2 separate regions of the Pan troglodytes genome follow, and region 2 is linked to region 1. A link is a contact called in public capture Hi-C data. All regions are on one chromosome and are shown on one strand. Each heading gives the region's core, a stretch centred on a gene start, on an enhancer-like site or on the middle of the called end of the contact. The rest is flanking DNA. Distances are from core to core; before and after follow the strand shown.

Region 1 (5,477 bases), core at 1,676-4,175:
AGCAAAACAGCATTAGTCCAACCTAATCAAAACATGCCTGCAACTTGAAGCCTGTGACAAAAGAAGTGCCCAGGACCCCAGCCCCAGGGAAGCAGATCTTCTCCTAGGTGTGAGAATCAAGACCATCTACTCCACACTCAGCCTGGACACCAAGAGCTGAAAGCACTTCTCACTGTCTACATTAACGCGACTTTGCTTTTGCAGGACCGCTGCCCAAACTTCACAAAAAATTCCTCAACCCTTCAAAGGAAAGCATCAACAAATCATTTATTTCACTCTAAGATTTTTTGTATCCCTCCTCCCAGAATCCCCACCTTCCTCTTTCCACTGATCTTACTGTTAACAAACTTCCAATTTTCAAGAAATTCTGATGTCACCTTTCTCCTCTGAGTCATTGCCAAAGCTCTGCCTAGATGGTGTTTGCTCTTCTGTACTATGGTAAGTAATACTCTCTGCTTTGCTTATTAAAGGGCTCTGGTGGTAATGTTCAGGAAGCCAGCCTTTGACAGGTCTGTCAGCAGAAACTTTGCTTAGTGTTGTTTATAAGTAAACACACCCAAGTTTTATATATGTGTGCGTATATATGTATAATATATATAAAATATATATAATGTATTATACTTTATATATGTATAAAGTATATATTTATATAACATATACAACACATATATAAAACATATATTTATATAACATATATACTTTATATATATATAAAACTAAAGATTTCAATGATGATAAGAGATTTGACATAAAGGAGTTCAGATAAATATGCATCAGCTTTGGATAGTTCTCTGATACTTGTTGAGATGCCTTTTACCAGAAAATCAGGTTATAAATCTAGTGTTACAGAAGTTCTCAAAGATGTAGGGGAGGAAAAGTGCCTTAGATCCCTAAACAATAAAGAGATTAAAAAGAGAAATGCAGCTGGATGTGGTGGCTCATGCCTATAATCCCAGCATTTTGGGAGGCTGAGGTAGGAGGTATTGCTTGAGCCCCAGAGTTTAAGACCAGCATGGGCAACACGGGAAGACCCTATTTCTACAAAAAATTTAAAAATTAGCCAAGCATCATGGTGGCTTATGGCTGTAATCCCAGCACTTGGGGAGGCTGAGGCAGGCAGATCAGTTGAAGTCAGGAGTCAAGACCAGCCTGGCCAACAGGGTGAAACCCCATGTCTACTAAAAATACAAAAATTAGCTGGGCATGGTGGCAGGTGCCTGTAATCCCAGCTACTCAGGAGACTGAGGCAGGGGAATCCCTTGAACCTGGAAGGCGGAGGTTGCAGTGAGCCAAGATCGCATCACTGCACTCCAGCCTGGGCAATAGAGTGAGACTCCGTCTCAAAAAAAAAAAAAAAAAATTAGCCAGGCGTGGTGCATGCCTGTGCTCCTGGCTACTCCAGAGGCTGAGGCAGGAGGGTCACTTGACACTTGAGCCAGGGAGATCGAGGCTGCAGTGAGCTGTGTTCATGCCACTGCACCTCAGCCTAGGCGACAGGGCGAGACCCTGTCAAAAAAAAAAAAAAAAGAGAGAGAAATGCATGCACATTTGTTTAAGTTTTACATGACACAGAAGTCTTCATAAGGAAATGAGGATCCAAAGAAATGGTTAAATCTGTGTATTTTTATGCTAGGTTTGATAGATAAAGAGAGGACACTTGTGGAGAAATATGATAGGGCAAAAAGGGCAGAATTTAATGTAATAAACTAGGGGACGGAGAGGACTTAGCAAGGCCTGTTTGTTCAGATTCTTCTCTGTGTCCCTGTGTCTTCAGAGATGAGGTTGTTCCTTTACTCTGGTATAGGGAGCACATCTCTTACATGAGCGTCTTATGACCTGCTCCTAGGAAAGGTCAGAAAATCCTTCAGGGAGGAAGGGCAAGGAAGGCCAGAGAGATCTTTCTGCTTCTGCAATTTTTTTCAAATTCCTTCAGCTTAAAATATTCAATACGCGAAAGTACCATATTTGGGTGTAGCATGTTGAACCCCATCAATGTCAGATGCCACAAGTCCTTTCCAGAAAATATTTTTCTCAAAGTTTGAAAGCTTCAATAACTTAGGCTCTTATCTTTCCTAAATCAGGAAAAACAACAACTACCAACAAGTAAAAGATATTACAAATTAATGGACCTTTATTTTTTCTCTGATATTAGGATCAGTAAGCACGTTAGAAACCTGATTTTTAAAAATTATTTCTACATTTGAAGTTCTAGACAATGGCTTGTTATTTATACATAATTATTCTTTGGTTGATAATAACAATTCATGAAATTGATTGATATTATCAATGAACAGAGTTCCACTTCCAATTGACTAGGCAGATTTTACATTTCTTTGCAAAATGAAGCAAAGTGTCACCTAATGTCACGTTAAAACAAAACATTCAAGAGTGAAGTCTTGAAATGCTTTTGCAATGCACAATGAATGCATTGTGGTGGAGTGGTTGATTATGTAAGGTGACTCGTGAGTGACCCAGCACAATGCTTGGAACGTGTACATGCTCATGAGTGAGAGCTTGGGGGTGGGAAGTGCCCTCCAGGGGCTATGGTTGACCCGCTGCCAGAACCCAGATACAGACCCGGGGATAAGCATTTTATGTGGGTCCTCTTATCATCAACACCTTGTGAACTAGGTACTAGTTCATGTGCATTTCACAGGAGAAAAATTTAGGCAGAGAGGAGTTAAATACTACAGTGAAGATCACACAGCTAGGAAGTGCTGGAACAAGAATTCATGCCAAGGACATCTGTCCTTGCCTCTACGTGGTAATGCCTGTTAGCGGTAGTGGCGTGGCAGTGCAGAGAAGAATGAGAGGAAGCCAAATGAGCATGGTGTCTGCAGCCTCCGGGGAGCTGGTAGGAGACTGGGAGGCTCACGTTACACATTGCATCAAACTCTAGGCCATGCTGAAAGAGCAGAGATAAGATCCTCCCTTGTTTCCAGCTGTGAGACTTGGGCCAGACCCAGACGCTGCTGCTCTCTCCTCTAGCAGGCTCCTACTGGACACTGACTGTCAAAGAGGTCTTCTTAATAATGCAGACTAGTAACACAAGCAGGATGTCAGCTTTGAAGGGAGGCTTGCCACGGCCCAGCTCCCCTGCTGAACACATGTGGAGCAGAGCTATCCACGATGCTAGGTGAGCGGAAGACAGCCGCCGCCAGGGGAAAGAACTGTGAATTCTGTTAGTTGTAATGAGGAAGGAAGTCCAAGGGGGCTATGAGGCTGAGGACATGGGATGTGGCAGAAGCCAAGAGACTGTGGGGAAATGTCAGAAATGGGCCACCTACTAAGACGAACTAAAGGAAAGGGCAGAATAGCAAAAAGCCGCAAGTAACTACCAGGAAGGATCATGAAGAAAACTCCAAGCAGAAGAGCAAAGATGACAAGAGGTGATTCCCTTGAGGGGAGAAAATATTTATTACCTGGGCATGGAGGGGCGTTGGGACAGAAAAGATTCTCCATGGTTCTGACAGGACACATTTACACAGTCATTGGGAGCATTCTTTAGCCACCATTGAAAATGTGGCTGGGTGCCTCTGCGTCCAACATCACTGGCCTCATCTCTGTGGGAACTTAAGCTACAGGATGGCCACAGCTATGATAGGTTTACTCACCACTGTGTTTCCGGGACATAGCACAGTGCCTGGGATGTGGTCCATGCTCAATAATAGTTCTTGAATAAAAGAAAGAACGAAGAGAGGAAGGGAGGGAGGGAGGAAGGAAAGAAAGGTGGAAAGAGGGAAGGAAAGAAAGGAAGAAAGGAAGGAAGGGAGGGAGGGAGAGAGGAAAAGGGGAAGGAAGGAAAAAAGGAAGAAAGGGATGGAGGGAGGGAGAAGGAAGGAAGGAAAGAAGGGAGGGAAGGAGGGAGGGAGGGAGGGCTGTGACCCAGGATGGCATGCTATGCTTAGTCAGCCTAGCTGACTTTAGGAGGGCTACATCACAAATCATCTCCTCCCTCTTCCTGCCTCTCCACCTCCTGTCTCAACACACAGGCAGCAGTCCCACCAGCTCACACACACAGGGCCAAACAACCCAGGGTGTGAATGGCAAAGCTCTCAGAAAGCTCTGGTAGCCCACAGCCCAGCTCCTGGGCTCCCAGGGCATGCCAGCAGGGTGCTAGGTCAGTCTCTACAGCTGCTTCGGAGTTAGCTTCTGGTCCTGGGCGGTCTTCAAAATTCAACCCAAGTGAGCTGGTTTAACACCTCCCCAGAGGTTCTCAACTGCTCAATGAAGCCAACGCCGTGCCAGGAGCTTGATGGGGCTTCCCTCTCTTCTAAGAAATACTGCCCTTTCTCCCCAGGTTGAAATACTCCTGGTATTATGGTCAAGAGGAAGAGGGTGGAGCAGAGAGTGGTACCTTGTTTATCAGGCAGGATAGGCTAGTCTGTGCAACAGTATCAACCCCAAAACCTCAGTGACTGAAAAACAAGGTTTATTTCTCAGTCTCACTCCCTATTCATCACAGTTTGGCTGAAGACTCAATTCTGCATTGCTCTTTCTCTGGCACCCAGGCTAATAGAGCAACCACCACGTTCCTATGGTAGAAGGAAAAACAGGTGTGGAGGTTCTCAGGCTGATATTCAAATACTCCAGTCTGGACATAACATACATCACATCTGTGCACTGTCATTGGCTGGAATCAACACGTGGTCCCACACAGTCACAAAAGGTTCAGGAGTACAATCCTATCATGGGTAGGGAAGGCAAAGAGCTAGAAATAACGACCCCAGTCAGGAAAGGAGCCTTAGAGCTGTGACCCAATTATTCCTAAGCCCTGCTCCTCACACACTGGTTGCCCTCCATTGAGGAAGTGGCTGGTGGCCTAGCCCAGAGGACCGGGGTTACTTACTAGTCAAATCTGATGCTGAAAAGGTGTCCTGTTTTATACTTTCTGATCAGAGGATTTCCACTTGTCCTTCAGTCGCAGCTCTCCTGAGAGGGACAGTCCTCAATGATTATGGTGAGTGTCGGGGCAGTCCGGCGGGCCTCCCCGAAGACTCCAGCCCAGGGAGGTTAGCTTCCTCGCAACGGACCTCTGACTCCCACCAAAAGTCCAGCAAGGATAGCATTGAAATCAACAACCGAAACAATGCAGTTGGCTTGAGGATTCATTTTCTTTATTTAAAAAAATATTTTCAGCTGGGCGCGATGGCTCACGTCTGTAATCCCAGGACTTTGGTAGGCCGAGGCGGGTGGATCACGAGGTCAAGAGATCAAGACCATCCTGGCCAACATGGTGAAACCCCATCTCTACCAAAAATACAAAAATTAGCCGGGCGTGCTGACATGTGCCTGTAGTCCCAGCTACTCAGGAGGCTGAGGCAGGAGAATCGCTTGAACCCAGGAGACGGAGATTGCAGTGAGCCTAGATTGTGCCACTGCACTCCAGCTGGGTGACAGAGGGAGACTCCGTCTCAAAACAAACAAACGAATGTTTTCCCCTATGTTATTTTAGGAATCAAGCAAATGAGAGGTGT
Region 2 (5,477 bases), core at 1,474-3,973, 63 kb before region 1:
TTTCTGCTTGGAGCCATCATCATGAGGTACAAAGAGTGTTTCCCTTTAAGCCACCAACCCTTCTTTTCAAAGTAAAATCTCCTCCCAAAGCCCATAGTGGTCATGGCATTTTGGATTTTTGTTCTTATTGTGTGTGTTACAGCAAAAGCACTTACAAACTTATGCATAATGCATGACCCACTGATCATAATGAACTCTGGGTCTAAGAGCAGTTTTTAAATCATTTAGGTCAGCCAACCTTAACAGATAAATATCTGTGGACCTGGTGACATGATTAAGATGCCTTCATCCAGCTTGGGCCACTAGACCCATAGTCCTGCAGAGAAAGGACTGAAGCCATTTACTGACAAGCTTTTAGTGGATCTGATGATAAAGTTAAAACCTTGCTTCTGGGAATAACACTGAAAACAGTGTTATCTTGTCAAAAATTACTAGTGTTTTCATGATTTGAACTCAGGGCACTTAGCCTACATACATTCTCTGGTCTGTGTTCCTCTAGTCCACTTATAAGGGAGGGAAGAACAAAGTTGTTGCATTTCTTTGTATACTTCCAGGACACAAGGATTACATACATTGTGTCTGATGAATTCCATTTTGTCCTAGAGTCAGAAAAATGGTTTTCCCTGAAGGTTTACACACTGAGTTCATTATGCTTGGGGCAAAGGTGTCCTTTATAGCATTGGACCCCAACCTTTTTGGCACCAGGGACCAGTTTCATGGAAGACCATTTTTCCACATATGGGTTATAGGGAAGGAGATGGTTCCCAGATGAAAATCATCCACTTCAAATCATCAGGCATTAGATTCTCATAAGGAGTGTACAGCCTAGAGCCCTTGTATGCACAGTTCACAGTAGTGTTCTCACTCCTATGAGAAATGAATGCTGGTGCTGATCTGGCAGGAGGCAGTGCTCAGGTGGTAATGCTCACCCGCCACTCACCGCCATCACGGCCCGGGGTTGGGGACCCCTGTCGTACAGGGTTACTTATCTCTGAGACAGTGATTCTTGAACCTGCAGTCAGTGCAATGGTCACCAAGCTAGCAAAAGTGCCTTGGGTTTAGGGAGGTGACTCACAAACTCCAGTGTGCATAAGAATCACCCATCAGCGATGGAAGTAGTAAGAGTGTGGGCTCTGGATGGGTGTGGTGACTCATGCCTGTAATCCCAGAACATTGGGAGGCCAAGGTGGGAAGATCACTTGAGCCCAGGATTTCAAGACCAGCCTGGACAACAAGTAAGACCCCATCTCTACAAAAAATTTTAAAAAATTAAAATGTGGGCCCTAGAGCCCCTACCCCAGGTATTGGTTCTGTAGGCTGGGGGAGATTTGAATGTTTAACAAACACTCTGGGTAATTCTAATGCACATAGTTTGCAATGAGAAACACTGTTCTGCAAATTCTGATGGAGAATATTTAGACATGTGCTTTATGGTTTTCAGATTTTCCCTTCAAAATTGTATTATTTCAAATATTTTTCTTAATAAGAAACATTTAGGACATGAAAAGATAACCAACACCATTAGTCATTACAGTTATGAAATTGAATTGAATTATGCAATAGAAAATAGCAATAAAATACTACTACACACTCATTAGAATGGCTGTAATCAAAAAGACTGACAATACCAAACATAGAGGATGTGGAGGAACAGGAACTCTCACATATTACTGATGGGAATGTAAATGATAAAACCACTTTGGAAAGCAGTTTGGCAGTTTCTTAGAAAGTTAAGCATACACTTACATATTACCCAGTAATTGTACTCCTAGCTGTGTACCCACAAGAAATGAAAACATGTCTACACAAAAACTTGTACATAAATGTTCATATGAGCATTATTCATAATCGCTCTAAACTGAAAACAACCCAAATGTCCATCTACTGGTGAATGGATGTACAAAATGGGATATATCCACACAATGAAATATTATTCAGCATTGAAAGAATGAACTACCAATACATGGTACAACATGGATGAACCGCAAAAGCATTATGCAAAATGAAATAAGCCTGACACAAAAGACTGTAGATCATATGATTCCATTTAGATAAAATTTCTAGAAAATACAAATCTATAGAACTAGAAAGCACATCAGTAGTTGCTTGGGGCTAAGAGGAAGGATCGACTGTGAATGGCAAAAGGGAACATTTTGGTGAGATGAGATGTTCTAAAACTGGATTGGGGGGATGTAGAACTCTAAAAAGTTACCCCCCAAAATCATTAAACTATACAGCTACAGGGATGAATTTTAAGGTATGTAAATTATACCTCAAAAAAGGGGTTTGAAAAAAGAGGACTCCCCCAAATGGCAATTGAATGGTAGATGAGTGAATGAATCATACAATTAAAAAATATTTCAAAGTATTTAGGAGACGGTGTTCAAAGGTACATATATCTCTATATGACTAGGTAGTGCTTTCTGCATTTTGTTATCAGCTATGGTCGAATGTCAGTCTCGTTCGTAGGTGGCTCTTTTTCTTTTCAACTCACTCTGAGTCACAGTTTCAGCCCCAGCCTTCACTAACTTATCCACAACTTGCAAGCAGCTTTTGTCAATTTTAACTACCAGGAGGCTCTTCCCCTTTAGGCTAACTAAGAGGCTATTAGGTCCTTTCAGCTTTCGTAACAGCCAGAAAGGACAGTCCACCATTACCTCTGACTCATCTGCTTTCTTTTCCATGTGGCAGGAGAAGAAAAAAAGAGTTTTCAGTCACATTACATGTCTCAGTGTCAGCAATTCAATTGTTCCCTTAGCAACCATCGCTTTTACCGCTGGCTTTCTGAGACACACTGCCTTCTCAAAGAGCTGAGAGTCACAAAATATCTTGGTGCATGCCAGAAGCTGTTTTCTAAAAAGGCCAGTATGTCTTCTAGAGAAAATCCTTTTTAAAACAATGTTCAAACACAGCATACCATTTTTAGACAAGGGTGATAATGGGGACAACGCTGAGGAGATGATACTTCTTAGGGTCATTTGGCTTCCACTGAGATAAGGGGTGTGTGCAGTCACAGACTCCCTGCTCCCATCCCTGCCGGTGGATGTGATGGGTCACAGGGAACTCAAGAGTGGAGTGGTGGGAGAATGACTCTGGGCAGAAGCAATGCAGTGATTTTCCTGCCCATGGAGGGATCGATGGAGACACTGCTTTTGCATATGAAGCATCCAAATTTACCATTTTCTTATCTGACTCATGGGAATATACTGCCCCTCCTATATTTCTACAGCCAGGTGACAACTAAGAACAAGGGATGGCTCAAAAGTGTGGTTTCCTTTATTATTCCATCCATGATTTATTTTCCAAGAGGACCTTGTGATGGTTAATACTGAGTGTCAACTTGATTGAAGGATGCAAAGCATTGTTCCTGGGTGTGTCTGTGAGTGTGCTGCCAGAGGAGATTAACATGTGAGTCAGTGACTGGAAGAGGCAGATCTACCCTCAATCTGGGTGGGCACCATCTAATCAGCTGCCAGCTCAGCTAGAATAAAGTTGGCAAGAGAAGATGGAAGGGCAGACTTGCTGAGTCTTCCAGCCTTCACCTTTCTCTCATGCTGGATGCTTCCTGCCCTCAAACATCGGACCCCAGGTTCTTCAGCTTTTGGACTCTTGGACTTACACCAGTGGTTTGCCAGGGGCTCTCGGGCCTTTGGCCACAGACTGAAGGCTGCACTGTCAACTTCCCTACTTTTGAGGTTTTGGGACTTGGACTGATCCACCACTGGCTTCCTTTCTCCTCAACTTGCAGACGGCCTATTGTGAGACTTCACCTTGTGACCGTGTGAGTCAATACTCCTTAATAAACTCCCTTTCATATATACATCTATCCTATTAGTTCTGCCCCTCTAGAGAACCCTGACTAATACCTGTCCTGTAATTAAAAAACAAAAAACAAATATTATCTGTTTACCACTATTTGAAAAGCAAGGACATCTCAGAATACAGAGATCATGTGAAGGTTCTCCAGAAAATATTTCTCAAACACTTTGAACAGGATGTGGAGTCTGTGATAATTCTATTTCACAGGCCCATCTCTAGGAATAAAATATCTTACTAACAACTTGATAGTTTTTTTTTAATTAGTAAGAGTAGAGAGGTATTTTAGCACTATTTAAGGGTACCTGTACTTCAAACAATTGATACCAAATCTCTTTAATGAAACTCTGCTAAATATTAAGTCTTAAGTACTAGGAATTGGGTAGATTAATTACAAGATTCTGGTACCTGCCTTATTTTTATTTTTTACAACTTGTACTTCTACTTTTCTTTTAAATCAGTTCTGTCAGGTCTTCTTTGAGAAGTGCAAATTAAGGAGATTTCCCTATATATAAATATTTCAAAACTGTTAACCCAGGATCTATTGACCCAGTGGGCTTTCAGAAAGGGGAGGAAATCCCCTGCTGTATTTTATAACCTGCAGGAGACTCCCGGCTGGTAACAGTGTGCCCCTGCTGCGGTGTTGCCAAGAATCCCAGCTTTGGGGTATGCATGTCTCCAAATCAAGATGTTGGGAAAGATTGCTTTTCAGGCCTATCCACTTCCTTAGGTTTTCCCAAAATAATACTAAGTTACCAAGAATGAAAAACCCAAACCACAAGATAAAGTTCTGACTCCACTCAGAAGGCTCTGAAGATAAGATCCACGGGCGATTTATCTTGCAGAGCCTATGCGTAAACACATTCAACCTTTCCCCACCCACAGAAAGATGAAGAACGATTTACTTTTCAGTTCAGAAAAGGAAAAGGGATTCATAACAATTCGAGTTTGCCTTCAGGAAATCAATACAATTTGTGACCGGGTGCAGTGGCTCATGCCTGTAATCCCAGCACTTTGGGAGGCCAAGGCGGGCGGATCACCTGAGGTCAGGAGTTTGAGACCAGCCTGGCCAACATGGTGAAACCCCATCTCTAATAAAAATACAAAAATTAGCTAGGCATGGTGGTGTGTGCCTGTAATCCCAGGTACTCGGGAGGCTGAGGCAGGAGAATCACTTGAACTTGGGAAGCAGAGGCTATAGTGAGCCGAGATCACACTACTGCACTCCAGCCTGGATGACAGAACAAGACTCCCTCTCAAAAAACAAAACAAAACAAAACAAAACAAAAATTGTTTTCTTATGACAGAAGAAGAATATATGTCTTCTTAATTCCTCTCTTCTTAATAAAAACCATCACTTCTCACTGAAGAAGGCAGACGTGTGTGGGTCTAATCTGTGGTCATTGAGCTACTGAAGAGTGGGGTTTTCCTAACATCTCTGGGTGTATTCCCTCACCTGCAAAGACAGGGGCTAGAATGAATGTCCTCTGGGGTCCCTCATGGCTACGATCTGTGTTTCTATCTACTTCCTCCTGGTGGACTGTGGAATTTCAAGGCCTTCAGCTCATCTGTCCCCACTGTCTGCACCTTTTCCTGGAGCCCTGTTTCTGGGCACCCAGCAGCTGCCACATGTGATGTTCCTGCCTTTCAGTTGACACAAG

What was found. Capture Hi-C pulls out chosen DNA fragments and counts their contacts.
Region 2: a capture Hi-C map of stem cell-derived neural stem cells shows a contact between it and region 1, with 3 times the contacts expected there. The contact joins two enhancer-like sites. A contact is called at or near these places in 3 of 7 Hi-C or Micro-C datasets (induced pluripotent stem cells and stem cell-derived neural progenitor cells) and 1 of 1 other capture datasets (stem cell-derived neural stem cells).

The regions. Positions count from the first base shown.
Region 1 is chr5:102,405,854-102,411,330 of NHGRI_mPanTro3-v2.0_pri, reverse strand. No RefSeq gene overlaps it. Among named protein-coding and RNA genes, the nearest start is that of BACH2, 110 kb to the right of the region's middle. Within about 2 kb of position 2,925, at least 3 of the 24 cell types and tissues checked have an H3K27ac peak or open chromatin away from gene starts, as enhancers often do. A contact at or near this core is called in stem cell-derived neural stem cells, where this site is marked.
Region 2 is chr5:102,468,732-102,474,208 of NHGRI_mPanTro3-v2.0_pri, reverse strand. No RefSeq gene overlaps it. Among named protein-coding and RNA genes, the nearest start is that of MAP3K7, 120 kb to the left of the region's middle. Within about 2 kb of position 2,723, at least 7 of the 24 cell types and tissues checked have an H3K27ac peak or open chromatin away from gene starts, as enhancers often do. A contact at or near this core is called in stem cell-derived neural stem cells, where this site is marked.